4 separate regions of the Mus musculus genome follow, and all the other regions are linked to region 1. A link is a contact called in public HiCAR-type and promoter capture Hi-C data. All regions are on one chromosome and are shown on one strand. The core of a region is the stretch at or near the end of the contact, and the rest is flanking DNA. Distances in the headings are between cores, read along the strand shown.

Region 1 (2,759 bases), core at 113-2,612:
CATTCTCCTCTTTCCAGGGGCCACCTCTGTCTGTCTGCGAGGAAGAGATGGGGGGCGCAGAAGACAGGACCTTCCCACGGGAGCAGAACGACTTCAATAATGCTGTCCTCAAAACAGGTCCTGTTCACCGGAAGTCCATCTGCCAGCCATAGGGAAGACAAAAGCTAACTGGGAGCCCTGATGTCCTATAGTCACCCAGACTGGAGGGAAGATGACAGCAGGGCTCCCATACACAGAGGAGGTGAAAAACTCAAACCTTTGGACAGCAGCCTGACCTGAGTCCAATCAAGTTGTGAGGAACAGAGGAGGAGGCCTCAGAGTAACAGGGGGCTCCATGTTCTTTATAGCAATCTTAGACGAAGCTGGGATTCAAATCCCCAGAGTAGAGGGAGGAAATGTGTCAGGGGTAGGGGGTGGGTAAGGGGAGGCTGCAGGGAGAAACAAACAGAAACTGAGTGGAAAACAGGTCTTTGGCCAAATAGCAATATTTGCTCCCCTGTCTGGAATTCCCCAGTTGTACTCTGTCCTCTGTGAAGTTCATCACCCTGTTCTTCCAGCCTACTAAGTTGTTTACTTACTTGATTGTTGGTATTTAAAAATAAGAAGATATCGAGGGTGTGCTGGCTCCCTCCCATAACCCCAGCATGGGGGAGGCTATGGTAGGACTCCCAGATCAAGACCAGTGAAGGTTACATAGTGAGACCCAGTCTCAAACTAACAGCAATAATACAATCTTACATATATCTTAGATCTTCCTAATTTCTCTTGAAAGATCAGAAGTGGTCAGTGGTAGGTTCGCTACATAGCTCGCAGAGTTAACTGACACCCATCACTCAGCAGCACCGTGCCCTCTGCACCCGGCCATGCATGCACCTTATCTACTTAGTCATAGAAGAACGTTTTTCAACAACAGCTCCAATTAATCTGGCCCTTTGATCCCCTGACATTCATTCCTGGCCATCCCTAAGCTAGAGCCCAGATTTCCTCCCTCTCTGGGCCAAGCACAGCAGTCCGCTAGGCAGAAGGCATAAACTGTGGGAAGACACCGCACCGCGCACGCGCACTCCCAAGCATCCAGGTTGCGGCTGGAAGCGCACGGAGCTGCTGACTACTCCAACCTCGGCGCTGCAGCTTAGGCCTTCAGTGTCTCAGGTCCTTTGCATTGAGATGAACAGCTCTAGCACTGGGCCTGACACCGTAGGGTCCCCGACCGGCTTCGCAGACCCCGGCTTCCCCGCGCGCACCTTTACCGAGCTGGAGTCTGGGACCGCCAAGGCACTGAGGCCGGCTCTGCTCTGCCAGCTCCAGAGAGGCGTTCACAGGCCACCGCCACCCTGGCTCCGCCCTCCCACCTTCCGGCTCCGCCGGCCTTCCGGGTCGCCGAGCTCTGGGTCCCCATGAGTCTGGGTCCTCAAGATGGGACAGGCCTGGGGAAAGATCTTGATGGCGGGGCGAGGCGTCCCTTCCGCGCCCCAGCGTCTGATTGACTGACACCAAGACCCAGGCTAGGAAGCTCTGTGCCTGCGGAAATGGGGAGCATCTGGGAGGGGACTCTGTGTCGCGAGGACCCGCTGCCCCCACTTCCTCTCCGCCTGGCCACCCCACTCAGTGCCCAACCTCACGTTTAGGATCTGGGACGGTTCCTGGAAGGTTCTCCTCGATCGCCCTTTGCGCTGGCTGGGTCTGTGACTTGCCGGACCCTTTCTCCCACAGGGTCCTGGACCTGGGAGATGATAGAGGGGCTTGGCTGTCAGGAGCGACTGCTGGTTAATTAACGCTGGGGCCTGCGTGGGACGCGCAGGGGCTGGTATAGCTTTCAGACCTCCTAAGACCAGAACAGAGCCCACTCCACTTGCAGGGCAAAGGGAGCCACTCAGAAAGAGAGCAGAGTAACAGAAAAATCCAGAGAGGCCTAGGGAGCAGTCCCCGCCCCCTGGTCCCAAGGACTCTAGGGCTGGCCTGAAAATATGCCAAATCTGGTATCTCTCCCAATACTGAACTTTAACCCTGAGCAAAGTCTTGAGTACGCACGGTTGTCAGTGACAAACTAGATACAGAGGGACTGGGCTAGCCAATGCCACCCAAATAGAGAGTGTGGCGAGCGAACTCCAGTCTAGGTCCAAGTGGCCCCTAGCGCGATCTGCCAGGTGGGGGTGGAGAGCTGCTGCGGGCATACAGATGATCTGTGCAGGGCCATATTATTTCTTCTTTTCTGTCTTCTTAGAAGGCCTCGAACCCCTTTTAACATCAAGATTCTCCTGGCTGGAGTGGAAAAGTCTGTGCGTTTTCGAGTAGGAGCTTTTGCCCGAGTTTGGGTGACTTTCAAGAGCCAAAGTTAACTGAGGCTAAGAATAGATTAGCTCCTTGCTCTCTGTGGAGCTATGAGGTGAGGCGCTTCAATGTCCCCCGCGGGCAGCGCCCTCTGGTGGCAAGGTCGAGAACCGGACTCGCTTGTTTTCTCCTTTGCCTAAATATCAGAAGTATGTAGCAATGATGGGAACAGGAAAGTTCAGTGGAGAATAGAGACTAGGCTATAAGACATCCACACCGACGATGAATAAAGCCCTAAAATTATCACCCTGACACCTAGAAGTGTTCCTAGACAGCCAGTAGCGGCTGAGGCCGTCTGTGAAAGAGGTGCACAGTAGGTGTGTGTACATCCACAATCCTGTTACTCAGATAGAGCTCCTTCTGAGGCAGAAAGCTCAACAATTTGAGGCTAGCTACCAGGTGCAGGGGTGTACACCTTTAATCGAAGC
Region 2 (2,759 bases), core at 113-2,612, 3.0 Mb after region 1:
ATTCTCTGGAGCTGGGTTCAGGGGTGACTCTGGGTAGGAGTGCAGGGGATACCCAAGAGACACTACATCTCTCCAGCTGGAGTTTCTCATGGAAGGGCACAGAGCAGAAGGTAAAGATCACACACACACACACACACACACACACACACTTCAGCCTTTCTCTATCTCCAGGGGTCAAAGGGCAGAAAGAGAGCTATTTGGCTGCATCCCTACTGTGTGCCACTTCCTACTGGCTGGGAAAGGGGACAATCAAGACCCCAATTACTGCTCTTTTAGACCCCCAACTCCTGGGCACAGGGAATCAGAAAAGGCCCCGCCCAAGAGGTCTAGTCCAGTTCTCCTTCAGGAGTCAAGGGACAGACAGAGGTGGGGTTGCTGCCCAACCCTGTCCCCGGGGCATTCTACCTATGCAAAAAGCACCATCTGTAGGAAGAGCGAGAGGGGCCAGGCCATGAGAGCACCCATTCAGATGCCACCAGATCACGAGAGTGCTCACTTGGATCCCAGGGCTGAGTGGGTGCTCTCCTGGAGGCTTGGTCTGCTCCTGGCTACTTCGCTACCTCTCCTCGGATTCTGTGGCCACCTCTGCCAGGAAGGTCAGCTTCGTGGCCTTTAACCCTTGCTTTAGACTCTACCCGGCCATTTACCTTCCTGCTTTCCAAGAACAGATGGCTTCACTTCCCTGGCACTTGAATCTGGCACACAGTAGGGATGCACACAGGCTGCCCTGCAGCCCAGAACTTGCCACTCAAGCCAGGCCTAGCAATTATTTCCGTTTCCTAGGTGGGAACAGGGGACTTGCCTTGGTAAAGCCCCTCAGCTGAGTGAAGGCCAGGGGAGGGTTGCAGCAAGGAAAGCCCCCACCCGAACCCCCACCCCCTTCCAGGCGCAAATTTTCAGAGAGGTTGGGGAGGTGAGGGCAAGAAGTTTTGTGACTGGTTTGCCAGGTTCTGTTCCGAATGGGGTCAAGTGTATTCTCCAGCTATGGCAGCAGGTGCTCGAAGGGTTCCTTTGCCCCTGTGGTCTTATGGTCTTCGTGAGGGAGGAACATAAAGGGGTTCCCCCAGTACTTCCACGCTATGTACGCCCTACTCACCGATGATGATGGTGCAAGCGCTCACCAGCCCGATCTCTTTCTTGAGTGCCACCCGCTCCGAGGCGCCCGGGCCGGGACCAGGGCCCGGGGAAGGCGAGGGCGCAGGGCCGGGGTTCCCGTGCCCGCCTGGCTGTTGTATGTGGCTTGCCATGTCGCTGTCCCGCCTCATCCCAGTTCCCTGCGCTACCCCGTCTGTCCGGCCCGCAGCCAGTCCTCCGTCGGTCGGTTCGTCTGTCGGTGCGCTCGCGGCCCTCGCAGCCCGGGACAGCGCCCACAGGCGGGCGCATGCGCTGGCACGGGGCCCGGGCCCCCGGGGGCCCCCGGGCGGCTGGATCCAGGGAGGGACGGAAGGAGGGACGGCCGGCAGCCCCCTCCCCCACCGCCCTTAAAGGGAACTCCCCCTTCCCCCCCACCCCCAACCCTAGTCAGGGGAGACAGGAGGGGACTGGGATCAGACTTAGAAAGGACTTCCTAGTTGAGTGAACGAAGGGGCTACACCCAGACTTGGGTGAGGTGGGGGAGAAGAGCTCAAAGACCAGGCTGTCCCTGCGCTCAAGGAGTGTGAGCAAGACGTGCTGGGGTAGGCGGTGCTGCATGCCCCAGCCTGTACTTTCTAAATCCCTCAAGCCCCATTTGTGAAGGGTGGGCATTGCACAGGTTGAAAACCACCGCCTAGCGGCAATTAGCCTGACAGTGGCACGGTCTCCATGAAGACTTTTTGATAGCTCCCTGGCCTCTAGGCGGTCCTGACTGAGTCATTTGGGATGAATGGAGACTGTCCTTAAAACAATTCTGAAGGCAAAAGGCTTGAGAAGAGTTGAAGATAAGGAGACCCCAGTGGGGCCCCGGGCATCCTGGGAGTTTGGGACAGTCCCCATCACCATCAAATCTATCCCTGCCTCAGCATCCCCTAATTCCTCTTCGGGTCCAGCCTTAGGTCCCCACCGCAGACTCCTCTACACAGGTCAGTCAGGGCACAGTGGACTGGGACTTTGGCCCAGGCCGTCTAGCATGGCTCAAGGTGACCAGACCGCTGGAAGTGCCAGAGAGACGGGAAGAGAACAATTGTGGTAGCAAGGAGGTATCGGGCCCAGGATCCTGGGAAGCCTGCCTCCTCCCGGAAGCCATTGGGCGGTGCAGCCCAGATCGCGGGGCAAATTCATGCGCGGGTGGTGCGAGGGAGCAGGGCCGCGTCGGGGCCACCGGGGCGGCGGGCGGAGCGAGGCTGGCACGGTGTGGCCGACGGCGGAACAGCTTTTGTGTGTTGCTGGCGATAGCTGCGTCGCGCCGTCCCCTGCATGAGGATGAGGCCACTCGGGGCCACCGGTCCTTCCCCCGATCGCGGCCTCAGAGTTTGCTGGGGAAGGGCAGGGAGGACCCGAGATGGGACGAGTTCAGGAGCCCAAGAGCCTGGGCTGGGGGCGGAGCACGGAGGTGGGGTCTTGGCCAGGGCCTGGTACTTCGAAATTGGGGCGGGGACTTGATAAATAGAAGAGGGAGGACTCTGGGGGGACCAGGAGGGGGAAGCCACTCGGCAGAGCTTCATCCTTCGCACTCCCGACGAAGCCCAACATTCTTGGCGACCTCTGCCTCCCGCCCCAGAGACGATAAGCTGAACGTGGCAAGACTCTCTTAAAGGAACCTCGTGCGGTGCTGGGTCAGG
Region 3 (2,759 bases), core at 75-2,574, 2.8 Mb after region 1:
CTCTCTGGAGAAGGGTTGGGGCTCCGAGGAGGGGGTGTGCGTGGCACCGCTGGCTTCGGAGCGATGCTGGCTGCGGGGAGGAAGCCATGGATGATGTGGTTCTGCACAAATGAAACCCAAGGCAGGTCACCGGGAGAAGATCACCTTGCTCCTGGGCCACCATCACCTCCCAAACTGAGGTCACTCTAGGGATCCGGCCCCACAAGAGTCTTTACACACACACCTGCCGCTGTTCCCAATCCCCATTGGTGAGGCAAGGGCACTCACTGGGGCACACCATCATGGCTATCCGATTCATTCACACCTCCCTGCTCACGGCAGCTTTCCTGACCGATTTCAATTGTCAACTGAACTGGGCTAATCTATACCTACCGTGTAATGAAGCACACCTTTGGGTGTCTGTGGGAGGGCTTTTCCAGAGAGGATTAACTAAGTGAGCTGGGCTAATATACCCTAAATAGGAAAGGAATCAACTCATGGGGGAAGTTTTCTCCAAGACAGGAGTGAACTCCCGGCTAAGAGGAGAATCCTGACAGGGAGGCCAAGATTCCTGTCTGTGGCAGGCTCTGGACATGAAGGGTTCTTTGGAACATTTAGTCTGGGTTTCTGGAATTTAATGCTCCCTGATAGCGATCCCGCCTCGCTCCTATCTCAGTCTTTAAAACCTGCACATGAAGGCAGGAGAGATGGCTCAGTGGTTAAGAGCATGGTCTGCTCTTCCAGAGGTCCTGAGTTCAATTGCCAGCAACCACATGTTGTCTCACAACCATCTGTAATGGGATCTGACACCTTCTCTTGCTATGCAGGCATACATGCAGATAGATCACTCATATAAATAAATCTTTTTTTTTTTTAACCGCACTCGAAGGCCTGGAACTACTCACGAACTGGCTCCGGCGGTTCCTGCGGAAGCTGAGGAGCATCCTGGCTGAGAGCTGAGGGCTGCGGGTTGAGCCGCCAGGCGCTGGACTAGCTGGAAGGTAGACCCCGCAGCCTGCACAGCTCCCCACAGCCTAGCTCCCGCGGACCCCCGACTTTACAACAAGCATGTCTCACATTGGCTCTGTTTTGAGTCTCAGCCTATCAGAGTCAATTTTACTGCCACCCGTTGCTCTTGACAACCCAGCAAGGCGTCATTCAAATTCCAGCCAGAGAGGAAGCAAGCTGAGACTTCCGTTCGATTATTGGCTATAGTAGACGCCCATCTTTTACCTATCACCCAATAAAACGCTGGCCAGGGCGGTCAGAATTTTAAAGAGGGCTCCCGGGCTGTGGGAACCCGGAAGTGGCAGGGCCTCAGGTGAGGTCCACGGAGATTCTAGACCCCGGCGCAGTGAGCTTCCCTGCCTTTGTAGCCCTGGACAGGAACCGAATAGAAGGACAGGGACCGAATGGAAGAGCCACCGTAAGCGTCCTGTTAGGACACCAGAGCTAAGGGAGGTGCTTACAAAGAGGGACGGAGTCACTCAAACAGAAATCTCCCGGGTTTAGCTCGGGGTAGTGGCGCCCGGCTGTCATTTTAGCACTTGGGCTGCTGAGTTCAAGTCCAGCTGGAGTCAACTATCAGTACAGAGCCAAGCGTGATAAGAAGACCCAGTCTTATTTTGAAAATAAATAATCTCTTGAATTCAGACTTCGGTTGAAGTAGCTCAGTGCCTGAAAATCCACTCTACAGATCCTGTCAAAGAGGTCCCGACTTCGTGTAGAACTGTGTGCAACAGCGCCTGCTCTAGTGAGACCTTGCATTTTCCTCATTTAGACCAAAACCACGGATGGAAAGGAACCCGCCTGATGGGACCGGTCCGGTCCACGTGCCACTAGGACATATTGTGGCTAGTGAAAAATGGCGCGGGTCCCAACTGGCTCAGGAGATGCAAGGTCAGTGAGCTGTCTTCTGTCATACCCCTTTCTTCCCAGCACGTTAAAAGAGAGAGTGAGAGAAATGCTGGGTATGGTGATGTTCCTTTGCAATCCCAGCACTCCTGAGACTGAAGTAGGAGAATCATTGCGTTAGAGACCAGCCTGGGGCTACATAGCAAGTTCAAGGCCAGCTTGGGCTATGAGAACTTGTCTCAAAATAGTTACATAGACTAAAATGAAAGGGGACTGGAGAGAGAGCTCCGTGGTTACGAGGACTGGCTTATCTTACAGAGGATCGTGGTTTAATTCCTAGCACCCACATGGTGGCTCAAGGAGTCAGACTCCTCCCTCTTCTGGCCTTTGGGGGCACTAGGCTTGCACATGTGCACAGACATATGCGAGCAAAACCTACATATAAATCTTTGGGTTTTATTTTATTAAAAAGGAGGTTTAGGACAGGTGGTGGTGGGTCACACCTTTAATCCCAGCACTTGGGAGGCAGAGACCGAAGGATCTCTGAGTTCAAGGCCAGCCTCATCTACAGAGTGAGTTCTAGAACAACCAGGGCTACACAGAGAAACCCTGTCTCAAACCAACAAAAAGCGGGGTGGGGGCTAGAGATGGCTAGATCCCCATCTGTTTTCACTGAGCTGTTCATTACTGCCTGTAATTCCAATTCCAGAAGATTTGATGCCCTCTCATGGCTTCTCAGGGTACCTTCATGCACGAACACACACATACACACATATACACACATTTAAAAAAATGAATCTTCGCACAAAAAGTACATTTCAATTGTTGCTGCCTTGTTAACCTGAAATTTCTAAAAACGAATTTTCTTGTCTGTTTTTTAGGAAAAGTTAGACTCATTTTTGAGGAGGGCCTGGCATCAGCAGATT
Region 4 (2,759 bases), core at 74-2,573, 2.6 Mb after region 1:
ACAAGCTGAATGATCCATACTTGGTGTTTGGCCATTGTCCATTTTCTAAGCCCCATCATTCCCCATGCCCTACAGCTTCCCAAAGGGATGGGTTCTCCCTCCTTCCACCCATTCGGTCCCCAAACCTAGTCCCCTATCAAAACCCATGGGGGTGGGTGGCTCCTGCGTGGCTGCAATCATCACCCCGCCCTGCCCCAAGAATGGCTAAGTCTCACAATATCCAAATTCTGAATGCAAACCGACAGCTGAGCTGGCTAAAGGAAAGACCCCTGAGTGACAGTAAGTACTGGGGTTCAGGGCCCTAGATCCTGTCGGTTGACACACCACCACGGCCTGCACTGGGGGACTCTGAAAACCCTACTATGTGCTGCTTTCGCTCCGGATCAATGGGAAGTTTACAGTGTTTGATGTAAACAGGAGCATCTCTCCACAGAATGAAACAGAAATCCCAGCCACTGAGAACTCTGTCTGTCCAGTCTCACTAGCCCTCTTATCCCAAGCCTCTCACTCCTAGATGGTGATGTGTCACTTGCTTCCCCTGCCACCCACCCCGCCTTGAGTGTCCAGGTCCCCTGGAGCTGGAGGAGAGGCTGGAGGGGCACCGCCTGGCGCGCGCGCATCTGGGCAGTCCGTTTTCAACCAAGAAACCGAACACACTCTGTGTGGTTGTACGTCTCTGGGTACCTGAGTTTTCCATAAGTCTTCTCTACATACAGGACGAGAGGACCTCGCCACGTGTAAAGCAGGCAGGGATACCCTTTCCACTTTCAGCCCCGGCGGAAACTCAATCAGCTGGCCTAGACCAGGATCTGAACACACAGCCTCCTCCCTCAGTTTGGTCACCGGAAAACCTCCCAGGCCACATGGCCTGGGAGCGACAGCTCTGCCCACTGCCCCAAGTCCCAGCTCCGGGGGACCCAGGCCTGCCGTGGTGCCACAGGAACAGATGCATTCTCCGCGCCGCCTAGGCATCCCTCTGGACCTAGTGGACAACGTGCGCGCCGCGATGCGGACCGCAGAGGAACGGGAGAGCTGGGAGGCTCAGCCCGCCACGGGTCCGGGCCCCTGGGGCCCATCAGCCCAGCCTGGGGCTCCCCTTCAGTGCAGGGAACCCCTCCCCCTTCCTCTCCCAGGCCCCGCCCGACCTCGGCGTTCCCCAGAGTAGGGAGGCGCTGGAGGATACCCGCAGAAGACACTTACTTAAGAGGCTACATAGTTTCACCTCTGTGCTACGACAGCACCTCCCGGACCCTGGGCTGGGACCTGAGTGCCCACCACCCGGGTGCGGTGGCTCCACTCTTCAGCCTACCTCTTTACTCCGCCGTTGGGCGGAACCCTGCTCCAGTCTGTCCAATAAGAGGTCGTTTTAGTCGAGACTGACACGTAAACAGAGCAATCATTAAGTCTAGTTCAGTCGGAGGTGGGGCCCAGGCGACTCCGCGCTTCCTACTCAAGCTAGCCCCGCCCAGAACCAGGGAGTGCGCGTGCCCAGAATTCGAGAGGCGGGACCTAAGGAAGATCTGATATTAGGGGTGGGGTCCAAGCTGGGCCCCTGAAATGGGGTTAGACTGTGATGAAGAAGAGAGCTCCAACTAAGTAACAATCCTACCCGGTCGATCGCCCGTGCTACTGGTGATGCAAACTGGAGGTGCCCAGACTTCCGAGCCACCCTACTCTGTTGCCTACAGGGTCTAGTCCCTTGGTCCTTTCCCTTCACTAGCATGGGCTGCGATAAGCTAAGCATTCTTTCTACCGAGTCTCACTTTTCCTCGTCTGCAAAGTAGGAAAAAAAAAAACCTTGAATTTGTAGGGCGCTAAGGTTCCAGAATTATCATGGTAGGGAGAAGAGGGAAAGCCACACTTGATCTACCTGGGCTGGGCCCCGCCTACCCCTGGCCCGGGGGCGGGGAGGGGGCGGGGGGGGCGGGCGGAGGAAGCCCCGGGCCTGGACTGGTGGCTGGAGGCGTGTCCTAGGAAACTGGATCCTGCTGCCCTTGGCCGGGGCTAAGGCGCGCGGCTCGTCTTGGAGACTTGGGGTCGATCAAGGATGGGGTCTTCACTCTGGGCTTCTCAGGGAGCCGCCGTGAAAAAGAAAGTGGTGCAAAGACACTACGCGTGACCCGGAGCGCGTCTGGGGGAAATGGAGGAGCGGATGGGGAGAAGCTAACCAGACTACCCCAGCCGTGGGGACGCCGGAGGCGCACCTCAAGGGTCCCTGGAGAGCTCTGTTGAGAACAGCGGCGAGGACATGAGGAGCTTTCAGTCCGCCCTGCTCAAGGCTGGCATCAGGGCTGGAGGCGACCTACGACGTTGAAGGTTGCAAGTAGGGTACCGCCGGAGGGCAGCGCCATGGCCAGAGAGGAGTGCAAGGCGCTGCTGGACGCGCTCAACAAGACCACAGCGTGCTACCATCACTTAGTGCTTACTGTGGGCGGCTCCGCGGACACTCAGGACCTACGCGAAGAGCTGCAGAAGACCCGCCAGAAGGCGCGGGAGCTGGCCGTGGCCACCGGCGCCCGGTTGACCGTCGCGCTCCGGGACCGGAGCTTAGCTACCGAGGAGCGCGCGGAGTTTGAGCGGCTCTGGGTGGCCTTTTCAGGCTGCCTGGACCTGCTCGAAGCCGACATGCAGCGCGCACTAGCGCTGGGAGCCACCTTCCCGCTGCACGCGCCGCGCCGGCCACTTGTTCGCACTGGGGTGACGGGCGGCTCCTCTGCTGTAGCTGCGCGCGCCCTGAGCGCCCGCAGCCTGCGGCACGA

What was found. HiCAR-type assays count read pairs that join an accessible place to other places. Capture Hi-C pulls out chosen DNA fragments and counts their contacts.
Region 2: a contact with region 1 is called in a HiCAR-type map of astrocytes, with 5 times the contacts expected there. The contact joins the promoter of Slc7a10 here to the promoter of D530033B14Rik in region 1. A contact is called at or near these places in 1 of 39 promoter capture datasets (cranial neural crest) and 1 of 115 datasets of contacts at active chromatin or transcription factors (astrocytes).
Region 3: a promoter capture Hi-C map of liver shows a contact between it and region 1, with 2.6 times the contacts expected there. The contact joins the promoter of Faap24 here to the promoter of D530033B14Rik in region 1. A contact is called at or near these places in 1 of 115 datasets of contacts at active chromatin or transcription factors (astrocytes) and 2 of 9 other capture datasets (adipose tissue and liver).
Region 4: a contact with region 1 is called in a promoter capture Hi-C map of adipose tissue, with 4 times the contacts expected there. The contact joins the promoter of Ankrd27 here to the promoter of D530033B14Rik in region 1. A contact is called at or near these places in 1 of 39 promoter capture datasets (hippocampal neurons), 1 of 484 Hi-C or Micro-C datasets (B cells), 2 of 115 datasets of contacts at active chromatin or transcription factors (embryonic forebrain and large pre-B cells) and 2 of 9 other capture datasets (adipose tissue and liver).

What each region holds. Positions count from the first base shown.
Region 1 is chr7:38,182,385-38,185,143 of GRCm38.p6, reverse strand. It overlaps D530033B14Rik (RIKEN cDNA D530033B14 gene), which reads left to right and starts at 1,362. Exons shown (of 1, transcript NR_165180.1): 1 at 1,362-2,572. 1600014C10Rik (RIKEN cDNA 1600014C10 gene) reads right to left here and starts at 1,357. Exons shown (of 4, transcript NM_028166.3): 1 at 1,245-1,357.
Region 2 is chr7:35,184,988-35,187,746 of GRCm38.p6, reverse strand. It overlaps Slc7a10 (solute carrier family 7 (cationic amino acid transporter, y+ system), member 10), which reads right to left and starts at 1,362. Exons shown (of 11, transcript NM_017394.4): 1 at 1,097-1,362. The coding sequence starts at 1,265.
Region 3 is chr7:35,395,332-35,398,090 of GRCm38.p6, reverse strand. Faap24 (Fanconi anemia core complex associated protein 24) reads left to right here and starts at 1,324. Exons shown (of 4, transcript NM_178643.5): 1 at 1,324-1,878; 2 at 2,715-2,759. The coding sequence starts at 1,773. Cep89 (centrosomal protein 89) reads right to left here and starts at 1,028. Exons shown (of 19, transcript NM_028120.3): 1 at 885-1,028; 2 at 1-101. The coding sequence starts at 923.
Region 4 is chr7:35,584,811-35,587,569 of GRCm38.p6, reverse strand. Ankrd27 (ankyrin repeat domain 27 (VPS9 domain)) reads right to left here and starts at 1,323. Exons shown (of 29, transcript NM_145633.3): 1 at 1,201-1,323. It overlaps Rgs9bp (regulator of G-protein signalling 9 binding protein), which reads left to right and starts at 1,988. Exons shown (of 1, transcript NM_145840.3): 1 at 1,988-2,759. The coding sequence starts at 2,350.